2 separate regions of the Rattus norvegicus genome follow, and region 2 is linked to region 1. The links are chromatin contacts, called in public Hi-C maps. All regions are on one chromosome and are shown on one strand. The core of a region is the stretch at or near the end of the contact, and the rest is flanking DNA. Distances in the headings are between cores, read along the strand shown. Region 1 holds the start of Tmtc2 (transmembrane O-mannosyltransferase targeting cadherins 2). Region 2 holds the start of Ccdc59 (coiled-coil domain containing 59).

Region 1 (6,915 bases), core at 308-2,807:
CATCCAGTCTTGCATCCGGGCGGAAAGGAAAGGGCACTGGCTTTTCCGCCTTGCTGGGTTTAAGCATGCCTCTGTAGAGGGTTTCATTAGCGTGGTCTCTTCTGTGTTTTCAGCGGCAGCTTGACCGTCCTGAACCACGAAAGACACCCACCCCCACGCAATTTCTGAGGAGCACATGGTTGTTTCTTATCTTCTAGCCTCTCCCCTTTCATTTCCTGGATCCCTTTTCATAATCTAACTGCGGGACACGCGTCTTTCCACTGACATTAACGTCGACGGTGACGGCGTGGCCCCAGAGTAGAACTCTCTCCTAAACGCTGCTCCCTCCTCCCCCACCTCCCAGCTCTTCAACAGGCCCTTCCATCCCAATTCAGCTCACGCATCGAGCGCGCGCGGGCAATAGATCCTTATTGTCAATCCTTATTGTCAATCGTAGTTGCCAGCGCTCTGCAAACCTGTCCTACCTCTCCGTGTCCCCAGAGGTCTCTCCAGCTGACCAGACCTTTGCCTGACAGCTCTTGGCACCAGACGCTTGGCTTGCGATCTAGAGCGTGCAAGGCTCCTCCAGGCACCACTGGACAAGTCATGGACTCCTCCTGTCGCCTTTCTCCTCCACCTCCCAGAGCCCAGAGCGCACTCTAGCTGTCGTTTTGGGCAATCTTCCAAAAGTCATCTTTGTCCTGGGGGTGCTTTCCAGAGTAAAAAGGAAGGTGAAGAAAGAGGAAGAAGGGAGTTGGGCCGGAGGACGAGGCTGGAACTGCTAGGAGAGTGGGCGGAGCCTCCAGCCAGTGGGGGTAGACAGGGAGGAGTCTGCAGGGAGGATCTGGGTGGAGAAAGGGGCTGGGCTAGCTTAGGATGGTGGGCTGGCCACGCAGGCGCGTGGGGCCGCGGCGAGAACCCCACGCGGGAGCTTTTGGAGTCCCCAGTCGCCGCTTCTCACTTCACTGGAGAGGGGTCCGGGAGGGAACCAATAAAGAGTGAATGTGCCGCAGCCCCGGTGGTGGCCGAGTTGCTGCGAACGACCCCGGAGTCGTGCGCTCGGGAGGCGGCGAGGGGAGGCGGTTCGCCTCGTCCCTCCCACCCGCCCCTTTCTCTCTGTCTCTCCCTCCTTTCCTCCCGCTGGTCCCAGATCCTCGCTCTGTCCGGCCCCTTCGTCCCGGACCTCGCACTCTTCGATCTCCCCAGTCCTTTACCTAGGGTGTCCCAAAGTGCCATGGGTTAGGGTGGGGACCGCGAGCCGCGGGAAAGGACTAGCCCCGATTCTCCGCCGGGGGGCGTGAAGCCGATCGCCGCTTGCCTCTCGCGGTTGTCCGGCAATGGGGAGAGCGGTGTGAGCCCGCAACCCCCGGAGCACGCAGGAACAGCGGAGCCCGGCGCCCCGAGGAGCCGGGGATCTGAAGAAGGAGCGGAGGGAGGGCGAGGAGGCGGGCGGGGAAGCCGGGGAAAAGTGCAGCCAGGAGCAGAAGGCGGCGGAAGGTGGGGATTGATGCTTCTGTTTTTTGTTGCCGCTGCTGCGCTCGCGCTGGGAGCCAAGCCGGAGGGAAGGCGGTGGAGAGATGATTGCAGAGTTGGTGAGCAGCGCTCTGGGGCTCGCCTTGTATCTCAACACCCTGAGTGCGGATTTCTGCTACGATGACAGGTAAGTGGGTGAGAGAAAGGGGCAATGGCTGCGGCGCGACAGGGGTGGGGTGGGGGTTCATCGGTGGATCTAGCACTGCTTTCTGTCAGGTTGAAGTGCGTCTTGGGGGTGGTGGTGGTGGTGCGGACAGGTATCTGCACCTGAAGGTTTAGACGACGCGGAAACCGTAACACCTATAGCCAACAGCCGGGACGCAGGCGCGCTGGGCTGGCCAAAGGAGTTTCCGCTCCTACTTTGCAGCAGGTTTTTGCTTGCTTCTTGCCGGTAGGCAGGCGCTTAAGTTTCTTAGCGGAAATCCAGGCAATTTGGAAAACTGTTTAATGAACCCACGTTAAACAAACAACCAGCCCCGAAAAAAAATCCAATAACAATCCTAGGTTTACCTTGGTGCAGAAAAACATATTAAGCGATTTTACGTGTGGGCTGGAAGGAAGCAACTCTCCACTCCTTAGAAGATCTTCCCCGTGTCGTTTCCTTTTATTGATAGGACACTGATTTCTGGAAGTTAAACTCACGCATGACAGTTGCCAAAATAGAGGAAAGAGCGCGCGTACTCTGCGTCAACTTTCTCTTTGACGTGTCCGATAGTAAACTTTGAGCTACTGTATCTTGCTGCTGGTTTTATCTCTGGTTCCCCCGGCCTCGTTCACTTATCATGGGGAAGTCCTTTATAAAAACGTGGGCTTTCAGTTCTGTTTGGGAGTCTTGCCTTAGACATTAGTGATTCGCTGGTGCTAATTGCGGAAGAAGACGCCCCTGGAGATTGAAGTTGTCTTCTGTATTTGGGTTAGTTTGGGTGGCTAATGAGACCCGGGTTGTGTTGTCAAAGAAACTGCGTTGATTCTTGGAAAATATCACCCTTGTGCTGATGTCCTTACCTATTTTAAAAATGTTGTTAGTGTTTAGAAACTGATGAAAAGCTCCAATAGCCATTAGGGAAAATTCCAATTTGTGCCTTTCCGGTGACTTAATCTGATTACAATTAAAACAGATGCATAATTAAAATATATTAGGGAGAACAGCATGCCTGGCTAAACTTATTAACCGTCCTGGGGTGTTTCATGCTCCATTGAAATTAAACCATCCAAAAAGTGAACACAGATTTACTTTGACAGACTTTCAGCAGCCTCTCTGGGCTTAGGGGAGTGAATGGATCCCCAGGGTTAGGGCGAGGCATCCAGTGAACTCAGCAAAGTGGTTGACAACAGCAAGAGAAGCTAGGGGTGTACTCTGCTAATCAGCCATGTTCTGTATACTCTGTCTGGTCCACTCTCCTGCTAAGAGTGATTGTATGTCTTAAATCAGGAGGTCTTGGTTCCCACCCTGATGTCTGCTATGAAATTCCCTGGTAATACTTGCCAAAGTACCCTCATAGGCCCTTGATGTGCTTCTGTGTTGTGCCCAGAGGAGGCTGGCTGATAGTCTCCCCGGCAGACAAACTTTTACTCAACTTTCACACAGTGTACTGACTTCAACTGCTCTAAGAAATGATCTGAGAGTGAGGTAGGCTGTGCTGCTTGCTTTTTTTCCTCCAGATTTCTGTGATGTTGCACCTGCTATTTTAAGAGTCCCGGTGGAGAAAGCTTTGTTCAGCTTTCACTAAAATGAGTTCAGGGATGAGTCAGGGCAGTGGCTGAGTCCTTTGGGGTGATCTGGAAGAGGGAGTGTTGAACAAGAACATGGAGCCTACAAAGGAACAGTATGATAAGCATTCCTCTTGACTACTAGTCACAACTGCTGTCCAGTTCTTTACAAAAGGGACCACTTCCTGTAAAAAATGGAGACGAGAACCTAAATGAATCTGTATGTGCAATTTTCTGTAGGTCTCCTGCTCACCCTGAAGTGTTTGGAATGTGGGTCTGGGAGATAGTTGTGCCGATGACACACGAGTTGCTGTTGATGGCTGGAATTTGTAACAGGTTCCTCCCCCCTGTTACAGGTCACGCTGCGTGTTAACAACCCTCGTCTTCTGTTTTCTGTCTGTATAGGTGACTTGCATGTCACAATTTCCTCATATCATTGATAGCGGGTTCAATATGATATTTAGACATGTATTTGTAGAATGTTAAGGGCCTAAAGCATGAATTATGCTTTACTCAGCAGTAAAAATGATTTTCTGTTGACTTCTGGCAAAACTTCGTGTGCACCCACATAGTCTTTTAAATGTGAAGTCTTAAGGAGAAGAGCCGGAGAGCAAGCTTCATTCCTGTGTTCCCTAGAAACCCTAAGGTGCCTCTTTATGCTGCACTGGACTTATTTGTCCTGTGCTCAGCATGAGAATGTGATTCATTGCCAGCCAAGGTGCACTGTCAACTGTGGCTTTGCAGATGCACTTTCTATGTAAGTCCTGTGACCCACTGGTGTGTGAAGAGGGAATCGTAGAGGGGGAGCCAAGTGGAAACTACAGCATGATCTGTTTGTTTCTACTACTCCATTTCAGCTTGCAAAGACTCATGTGGAAAGCGTTGCTTAAGTTACATCTGTGCATGGTAATGACCGCCTGGGACTTCTGGGGAATACAGTGGTGGAACTGAAGCCACTGGAAGTTGAAAGAACCATACATAAGGGAGAGATGGCTCTTAAGCATGACTTACTCAGCTAAGCCAGAACTTTGCATTGGTAGCCTGAAGAATCTGGCCTTTACCTTAGGAGGGCTTTATCGTTGTTGCAGTTTGAGCATTATTGCCTAGGTACTTCTCAAAGTTACCATTTCTTTCAAACACAATGATCAGTTTACTTTATCAACTGATATGTATGTTATATAATTATGTATGTTTTATATAGCTTTATATAATTATGTATGTTTTATATAGCTTGTTGGAAGTTAAGTGGTAACATATAGCTTCCTGAGGCAGAAATCAGTTCCCTACGGTAAAACCTTAATGCCTTGCAAGTGTTTTGGTGGTAAACCTAAGACTGTGTGCACAGTGTGTTGAGATGAGCGATGCTAAGTCAGAATTCACAGTATCTGAGGAGAAAGCTTTCATGCCTGCAGCCTCGTTCCCCCCCCCCCCCCCTTTACTATAGTATAGGCGATGACTGCTTAATCTCAAGTTATGGTATCAATATGAAATGCACGACACATCTTAAGTTCTGGGTGACTGTGACTCCCTAAGTGATCCTCTACAATATCTAGAGGAACTTGACGTTTATGAGGGTGCAAAATACAGACGAACACCTTTTGTGACCCTCCAACTCTTTGCCCTCTTTATGCACTTATTGAGGGTGACCTTGCATCAGCACACGCTGTCCCCTTTAAAAAGTTGGCACAAGTTTCTCAGAGCTGAGGGAAGTCAGCTTGGTGCAAAGATAAACTCTGTCATTGCGTTGGAGTCTGTTCTGATTGTACGCACATCGTTTAGTGGGTGATGTACCCATTTATGAGATACAGACAGGGGAGCAAGAATAATGTGCAGATTTTTAATTTTCCCTTGAGTAGAATAATTCATTGCTTTGGAAAAATAAAGCATGATAACTTCAGATTTTGATAGTGCAACATGAATGTGCCACTAGTTTGCGGATTTATTTCCCTGACAATTCTCTCTCTCTCTCTCTCTCTCTCTCTCTCTCTCTCTCTCTCTCTCTTTCTCTCTCTTTCTGTCTCTGTGAAGTGACATCAGGTATCTTCCCTGACTGTATTTTGAGTCAGGTTCTCCTACTGAACCTGGAGATAACTGAACTCCCCAGGCCAACTCAATAGCTTGCCTTGGGGATACCCCGCCTTTACTTCTCCAGTGGTATTAAGAAGCGAGGCCACACCCATTTGGCTTTTCTGTGTGCTCTGGAGATATGAACACTGGCCTTCATGTTTGTGTGGCAAGTGCTTTATCCACTGAGCCATTGCTGCCGCCCCACCATTTTCTATCCTTAAACCCAGAATGGTCCTAAAGGTGATTTGTGGATAGCTCACTGATTTTATTGAGAACATTGAAAAGAAACCCCTTTCTTCTCCTTCTGCGCCTACCCTCTTCAGAGACCTTGGGTGGGGTCTAACTTTGTCGTAACCCAGGCTGACCTTGAACTCCTGACCTTCCCGCCTTGTCTCCTGAGTCCTAGGATCATGTGCGTGGTGCTTGTATCACTACATCTGACCCTCATCTAACCAGAACTCTAACACATTCCTTGTCCAGTTTTTCATAGGACTATAAATATAACACACTAGTGAAGATTTTGTCCGTAATGATTTTGATTGACAGCGTTCAAATGGAGGAAAAGATCTGTTGCCGTTCCATCCACTGAAAGCAGTTGCTACAGGTGTATGTCTGTGACCACAGAACGGCTGTTTATCATGGGGTAAGAGTACATCATCTCTCAACAGGCACCTGCATTATGCTCGGAAAGGGCAGATTAGTTTTAAGGCTGTTGTTAGTGTGGCCCTTGATATGAGATGACAGAAAAAAGTCCCCCCGGGACATGATTGACATTAACTTCTTTTTAAAGAACGATTTCAGTAGGTTTGCTCTGGATCGATCTGAGTGGATTATGTTTTAAATTCCAGTGTGTTTAACCTCTGAAAATATGTGTGTGGCAGCTCATGCCTTTATTTGCAGAACTTAAGAGGCAGAGGCAGGAAGGTTTCTTTGAGTTCCGGGCCAGCCCAGTGTTCCAGATTAGCCAGGGCTACATATCGAGAACCTATGTTAAATTGGAGCATAATGTTCCTCCATGCGTTGAAATATGATCGTGAAACATCATTTTGCATGTTAACTTAAAATAAAGGAATACATGCATATGACAAAAACAATAAGTAAGGGAAATTTTTGCTTTTTTTTTTTTTAATAAATCACAAGTTGTGTATAAATCTCAGGTCATTATCACCAGAAATCAAGCACAAGAGGAGTGTTTTACTGTTTATTTCCATTCTCCATATAATTATAATAACCTGATAAAATGCAATTGGAAACAATTTATAGTTTATGAACTGTTTTACGTAACGTTTTATTTTCTTGCTAAGCTTTGGTTGATCCATCAAACCTATTTGGAAATGGTTCATTTTGTTCTTTTGAGCAAGTACATTTCTTCCTGGCAAATTAAAATCACAACGAGGCAATGCCAGGGTAGATTACTTTGCTTCACCTCTACTGAGCCTGTCACACGACGTTTATCATAGCAGATGACCCCAATACAAAGACTCAGAGGACATACACAAATGACAAAGGGGAAACTGCTTGCCAACCATCTGTCTCTTAGTTTTTTATTTTTTCGGACACATGCACATACATATGCTGACATAGACACAATTATTAGTTTACACAGTCATTCCAAGAGCTGTTGTC
Region 2 (6,310 bases), core at 3,426-5,925, 340 kb before region 1:
CAATATTTTGATTACTTAGGTCTCAAGAATGCAAATTTACAGCATATAAGATTATTCTAAGGAACTTGCAAAAGAACCCAGTTTGAGACACATTGTCACAGATGCTCATATTATTTACTTACCAGCAACATTTTCTTTGCTTGTTTTTTAAATCTTATCACTGACCTACTAAGATCGTCTGAACCAAATAAGGACTTTGAAAATTGTACAATTCTACAAGTCTATTAGGTAAAGCATAAAATAAGTATTAAAGCAGACAATAAATATTATGTGCCAATGAGAAACATGGCTAAATAACCACAAAGTAGGACTTACGAATTTCTTAGCAGCACGCTTCGCTTGTACTCGTTCATACTCTTCCTGTGCCTTTTGGTTTGAAGTTTTCTTTCTCTTTTTCTTTGGAAAAGTCACAGAACTTGCAAGATAGATTAAGACAGGTAAGTTAAACCATTCAAAAAAATGATACCGTGTCAAATCCAGTATTTATATATAAAAACCTCACTAATACAAACTGAAGGAAGCCTGAAGAAAAATACCAATACCAACTACAACAGCAAAAGGGACATGTCCAAATAAGACATTAAAACTATAGTACAGGCAAGATTACAGATCAAAGGATGGTAAATGGGTATTTCTGGGAGAAATACTTAGCACACAGATGGATGGATAGTAAACTGTTAATAACAGGTGGAAAATGAAGTACCAGATGCAACAAAAGTTGAGGTATAAATAAACCTCAATCTGACTGCTTTTGTCGTCCTTGTGTCTGTCTCCTCCTCTTACCACAAGCCATCCCTCCTAGACAGTCTGCATTTGCAGTGCTCTACACTGAAGCACCTTGAGCTCTTAGAAAGGGAAGTCACTAGTGTTACTTGTTACGTCACTTAGTAGCAACCTTCCTTCTCTCTGTGTCTCACCTTCTCCTGTCATAACTACAATCTACTTTAACAGCTCCCTGGTTAAAAATAAGTGCATATGTCTTCCATTACCAAAGTCTATCTTCTGGCCAGCTAATAATGTTTAACTTTTCATAGTAAATTTCTGCATGAAGAATAAACTGGTCATGACTTCTCACTCACTCCTTGACTCTCTGACATCCTATTTCTGCTCCACCATTCCAAAATGTCCTTACCAAGACAGTCCTGATCTCCTAGCCCAAAATATCCAATAGGCTTTTTGCTTCCTTCTATTACCTACATTTGAAAACTTCAGTGTGAGAGTGTCATTCTTCGCTTCTACTTCTCATGCACAAGAGTGTTCCTAAGGGTTTGGGCATAGTGTAGAGACATGTACAGAGACTAAGGGACTGCTCACCACTGTATTTGAGGCTCTTCACAAACCAGGGGGCTAGCCAATGAGCTCCAAGGATCTACCTATCCCATCTACTACTGCATGACAGAAGAGTCTACAGAAAACAAAGCACAACCAACCCTCATTTCTTCCTTTACCCCTACTATATACTTAGTTCTTATTTGCAACACAAACAATTCTCAGTTTGAGAATTATATACATTCATACAAAGTATTATTGCTCAAACCTACGCACCATTTCCTCTTCTCATGTGCATCTAGTGCATGTGCATGAGTGTGGAGCCATCTACTGGAGCACGGGTAGTCTCTCAGGCATGTCTGAGGAAGACGGACTCTCCCTCCCCAACAACCATCAATCGTCAAAATCTCCAAAGCTAGATATGATACTTTGTGAGTCCCTCTGCAGCCCATGATGGGATTTTGCCTGGCTTGGTCCTGCATATGTCCTGTACGTGCAATCATTGCCTCAGCTTTGAAAGACAACAGTTCTGTCTTGTATGTAGCAAAAGTTTTATAAACTAGCTCAAATCAAAGTGGCCAAAGGGTTTTGTTTTAAGATAAAGTAGTGTCAGCTGGCCTGAAACCCGCCGCCTGCTCCAGCTTAGCCTCTAACTATTGGATCCTCCTGTGCTCACCCTCCTCAGTACAGGGGTCAACAGAAATGAGCCAGCACTCATCCAGGAAAACATCCACATGCTAACAGTTTTATTGTTTCATAGAATGGACTCTTACTACGGACAAGCTATCTTTGAATTAACAACAATCTTCCGTTTCCACCTTCTGAGACGATTACAGGCCTATAAAATCATGCCTTGCTTGGTTTTCATTAACTGTAACCTATTTCCTGTACCCTTTGCAGAAAATGCAAATTAAAATACAGAGAACAGCAGTTAGCAGTCATAAAGTTACCAAACATCAAGCATGTTTTAGAATACTTGATATAAATGAACATGACAAAACGTCATGAAATGCTTTAGGAACATCATTGATCTGACAAGATGATCCGGGTTGGGGCTGTGCAAGATGGTGGACATGGTGGCTCTCAAATAGTTTTATACTATCCTTCACAGTATAAAGTCATAGTATATAGTCATAGAGAGGACACTGGTATACTATCATGGAAAGTCTAGCTTTATAATCCAAAGTGCCAACGGCTACACGCTTGCATTATTTTTGTAGTCTGGTTGGTTATGTTGCCCATGCTGTCCTGGAACTGGTAATAGTCTGGCCTCATCCTTCTAAATATTGGGCTTACAGATCTGTAACATAAAACCCAGCCCCAACCCCAAATTATACATTAATAACTGGGCTTAATTATGGTCCAATTGTATTACTTGTTCTTGAGAGGTAGATCGAAACTCAGATCTATTAATTCTCATTTCATATTTTCACCATCTATGCTCAACTACACTACTTCAGTCATTTAACATTAAAAGGGGAGACTCCGTGAAATATTATTACATGACTTGAAAAGTGTGTTAAGAAAAATTCTAATTCTTACACAAGTTAATAAAACATTCTTTAAAGTGAAGACTTTCCAAAGAAGAAAGTGCATACTTTACTGTACTCGGCTCCTCTGGCTGAGGCTGGAAAACACTCGACTGTTCTTCAGACACAGCCTGCTCAGTGTTGCCTTCCTCTTCAGGCAAAGGCTGGTCAAGTTGTCCTTCTGACAGAGCAAGGTCCACCTTCCTTTGCTGTTTTCTGAGTCTTTCTTCCTCAGCTAGATACAGGTGTTTCAGATGCTCTGGGTAATGATCTTCGAACTGGGATCCCTGTGATGCTGGTGCCTTCTTTACCTTCCACAGCAATTTCTTGTAATTTTGCTGGATCTTCAGTTTTCTCCGAAATGCAAAACCCTGTCCTAACATTGAAAGATCTCAGTCACAATTACTTTAACAGGAAGTGAAAAATAAACGAAGATTTTTTTTTCTTTTACATTATATCCAAATGGTAGAATTGCTTGGCTTTGCTTTAAAATTTAGGTTAGGCAACACATTTAATGACTCACTGAAGAGCAAGCTGGCCCTTTACCTGAATATAAGGCTAACAGTTGTCAGACACCACATAAAAACTAAGTACAGTAAACTAAACTTTACTGCTCAGCTTGAACTTACAATCGTATTCACAGCTTACATTTTCTTTATTTCATATAAAACATCACCAGAGTCTTAAGTAAATACTTAAAAATAAGGTAGGGTAATCGGTTATTTTTCCCTTGGATAAATTTACTAATGACTTATTTTCCAAAATAAAACACAACAAAAAGGGGAATACTGTATAACTTTCTGAACACCTGTCAGTTATTATTTGATCGAACAAAAATACTTTACCATTTGACGTGCATTGAGAAGCCTTACAAAAGATAAGACAACAAATCTAGGAAAGACAGCACTATGAGACTAGAGGGCTACTGTGTAGTTTTTTTTTTTTTCTTATTTATCAGGGCTTTGGTACAGTGTACTTTTAACCTGATCTTTCTCTCTTTCCTTTGCTGTAATACAGATGCAAGTATGCCTATATGCTCATAGACAAGTGGACCCCCTAGACGCTCCGTGCTTCCGCTTAAACTAAAGAGCTGCGTTAAAAACCTCAAGTTGACAGCACCGTCCGGTTCTCCCATGCAAAGGACTGAGAAGCTCTCGGGTTTGGCAGGCGTAGGAATGGCTACCCCGATCTTAAGCCGGACCGGGTCTACGTCCTAAAGCCTTTTTCCAAGCCCGGACCCATCGTGCACCTAGGATTCCGAGGGCCCGAGGATTCCACTACGGCTGTCTTCTTACGTACCCTCGCGCACGCTCCCTAGGAAGGCTTGCTGGTGGTTCGGCCGCCAGGTCCTGCGTTTCCCATTCTGATTTCCGAATCTGACCTGAGGAGTCCCTTCCCCACGCGCCGCAAATCCTCCGGTCCGCAACCTCGAAGACGGCCGCCCGGGCGCCATTTTACACCACCGGGTTAGTAGAACTACAGTGGACGCCGACAAAATACGTCACCAGGCAGAAGCAATCAATCTCCCAAACTAGCGCATGCTCGGAGCTCGACTGCTTCGGCCTGTGCTGCTTCCGGGGAGAGAGGGGGTCGCGCGGCCATGTTGGCGCCACCTGCAGCCCTGGAGGGCGAGCGTCATGGCGGCGGCCAGCCCTCTCCCCAGGGCCCCGGACCTGCCCACGCTGCACGCCACGTTACAGGACTTGCTGAGCTTCCTAAGGGGCGCCCTGGCCATTTCCAGTGCGCATACAGTGGACTTCTACACCAAGTCGATCTGGCAAGAGCTGGTCGACTTGCCCCCTGAGAGCGTGCTGGCAACGCTGAGGAAGTCGGCGGCGGAGGCCGAGCTGCACGAGACGCTTCCCCTGGGGGAGGCAGAGGCGGGATCAGGTGAATGGCCGGGCGGGCGGGGCGGCTGTCAGTGCGCCCCCTGGTGGAACTAGGCGGAAGTGGCCGGGACTTGAATGATGCTCTCCCTAGGAGGGGAATTGGAGGGATCTGAATAGTGAGGGTGGGCGGGGTCCCCTCTGGGTTCTAGTCTTGGTGCGGGTAGAGTTCCACAATTTGAGGAAGTCAACCCAGGGAAGAGACGTCCCTTCACTTAGTGATTCAACAGTTTAGTTTTGAAAACATCAAGACTATGGGACGATCAATACAAGGTTGAAGTGTGAGCTTGGAAGACTGGATAAGAGTCTGTTTATAATCAGAACAAGGAAGATTGTCTTGTGGATGAGGGATGGTGATAGCGAAAGTTTTGAATGCTCGCTAGTTCACTTGAAACTATGTATTTTCAGTATCAGTTATGCGCCCTGATGTTTTCTAGGCTTTGGAGGTTCATACCCTCCAAAAACGTAGATTTTACCAAATTTCTGTTTTTGGAAATAGACAATGGAACGACACCAGCTCCTGGAAGTGCTTGAGCTTGGCTTCCAGGTTTTCCACGTGTTGTCAACTTTAGTGAACTTACTTCATCCCCGAAGCATCCAGTAAATGCAGAGTGCCACGAGGGTGCAGGTGTGGGGCGTGTTTTAAAGATAGAACTTAAGAAATATTGGTTCTTTGAAATTGTTCTTGGTTGTTGGAAAGTTGGACACCCCTATTCTCCCACAGCATTCTGCGTTGACAATTTGGTACATAAACTTGTAAAAAGCAGGAACCATATCTACCTTAACAACAGATGAAGTCCAGCCAAACTGGAATTTTATTCTCATTTCTCTCATTAACAGCAGTTTAAGAGTTAAATTATTATAGTTTTTCCAGATGAGGACAAGAAAGTTCTATGTGTTGAGCATTGCCCAGAGGATAATTTTGGTATGCACATATGCACATGTATGTGATGTATTTCCACGTGTGTGTGATGTGCACAAGATGCAGCTTTTGTTTTCTCAAATCTAGTTGTGTGTTTCACATAAGTCTTCAACATCTTTAAGCTATTTTAGCATATAAAGGGTGTTTTTAATTATCTTGAACATTTTGTACATATATGTTTTAATCATATTCACCGGTCAATACCTTGCTTTGTTCCCTCCCTCTCCTGCTTAACTCCTTACTTTCTTCTTCTCAATTAGCCTTCATTCTACGTCAATGTCTTTGTGTGTGTGTGTGTGTATTCATATGTGTGTGTGTCCCACTGGGTTTAATTAGCGTTGCTTGTATGAATATGAGTGTAGCATTATTTACTGGAGCATGAGCAACTTGCCAATGGCTGTACCCCTGAGGAAAATGTGGCCTCATCTGCTAGCAACCAGCAACTGCCACTAGCCACAGAGTATTTTTACTCTTACAACATAAAAACACGCATGTATCTCAGTTGTTGGCATTGCTCTCCAGTTAATCTTTCAAATTCTATGCAATGAAATTTTTACTGTTTGGCCAACAGTCAAGCTGTTCCTCACTTAAAAAAAAAAAAAAAACACCCTTTTCCACATGTAGGTTTGTGGTATGTGTGCACACATGTGTATATGTATGTTTTTGTGAGGGGTACATGTGTGTTAAGACCTGATTGATGTCCA

What was found. A called contact is a pair of places that touch in the nucleus more often than the background predicts.
Region 2: a contact with region 1 is called in a Hi-C map of liver, with 3 times the contacts expected there. The contact joins the promoter of Ccdc59 here to the promoter of Tmtc2 in region 1. A contact is called at or near these places in 3 of 12 Hi-C or Micro-C datasets (kidney, liver and mammary epithelial cells).

Annotation. Positions count from the first base shown.
Region 1 is chr7:42,687,793-42,694,707 of GRCr8, reverse strand. Tmtc2 (transmembrane O-mannosyltransferase targeting cadherins 2) reads left to right here and starts at 1,557. Exons shown (of 12, transcript NM_001171177.2): 1 at 1,557-1,639. The coding sequence starts at 1,557.
Region 2 is chr7:43,027,637-43,033,946 of GRCr8, reverse strand. Ccdc59 (coiled-coil domain containing 59) reads right to left here and starts at 4,675. Exons shown (of 4, transcript NM_001108090.1): 1 at 4,098-4,675; 2 at 2,868-3,174; 3 at 316-415. The coding sequence starts at 4,251. It overlaps Mettl25 (methyltransferase like 25), which reads left to right and starts at 4,379. Exons shown (of 12, transcript NM_001108089.1): 1 at 4,379-4,688. The coding sequence starts at 4,436.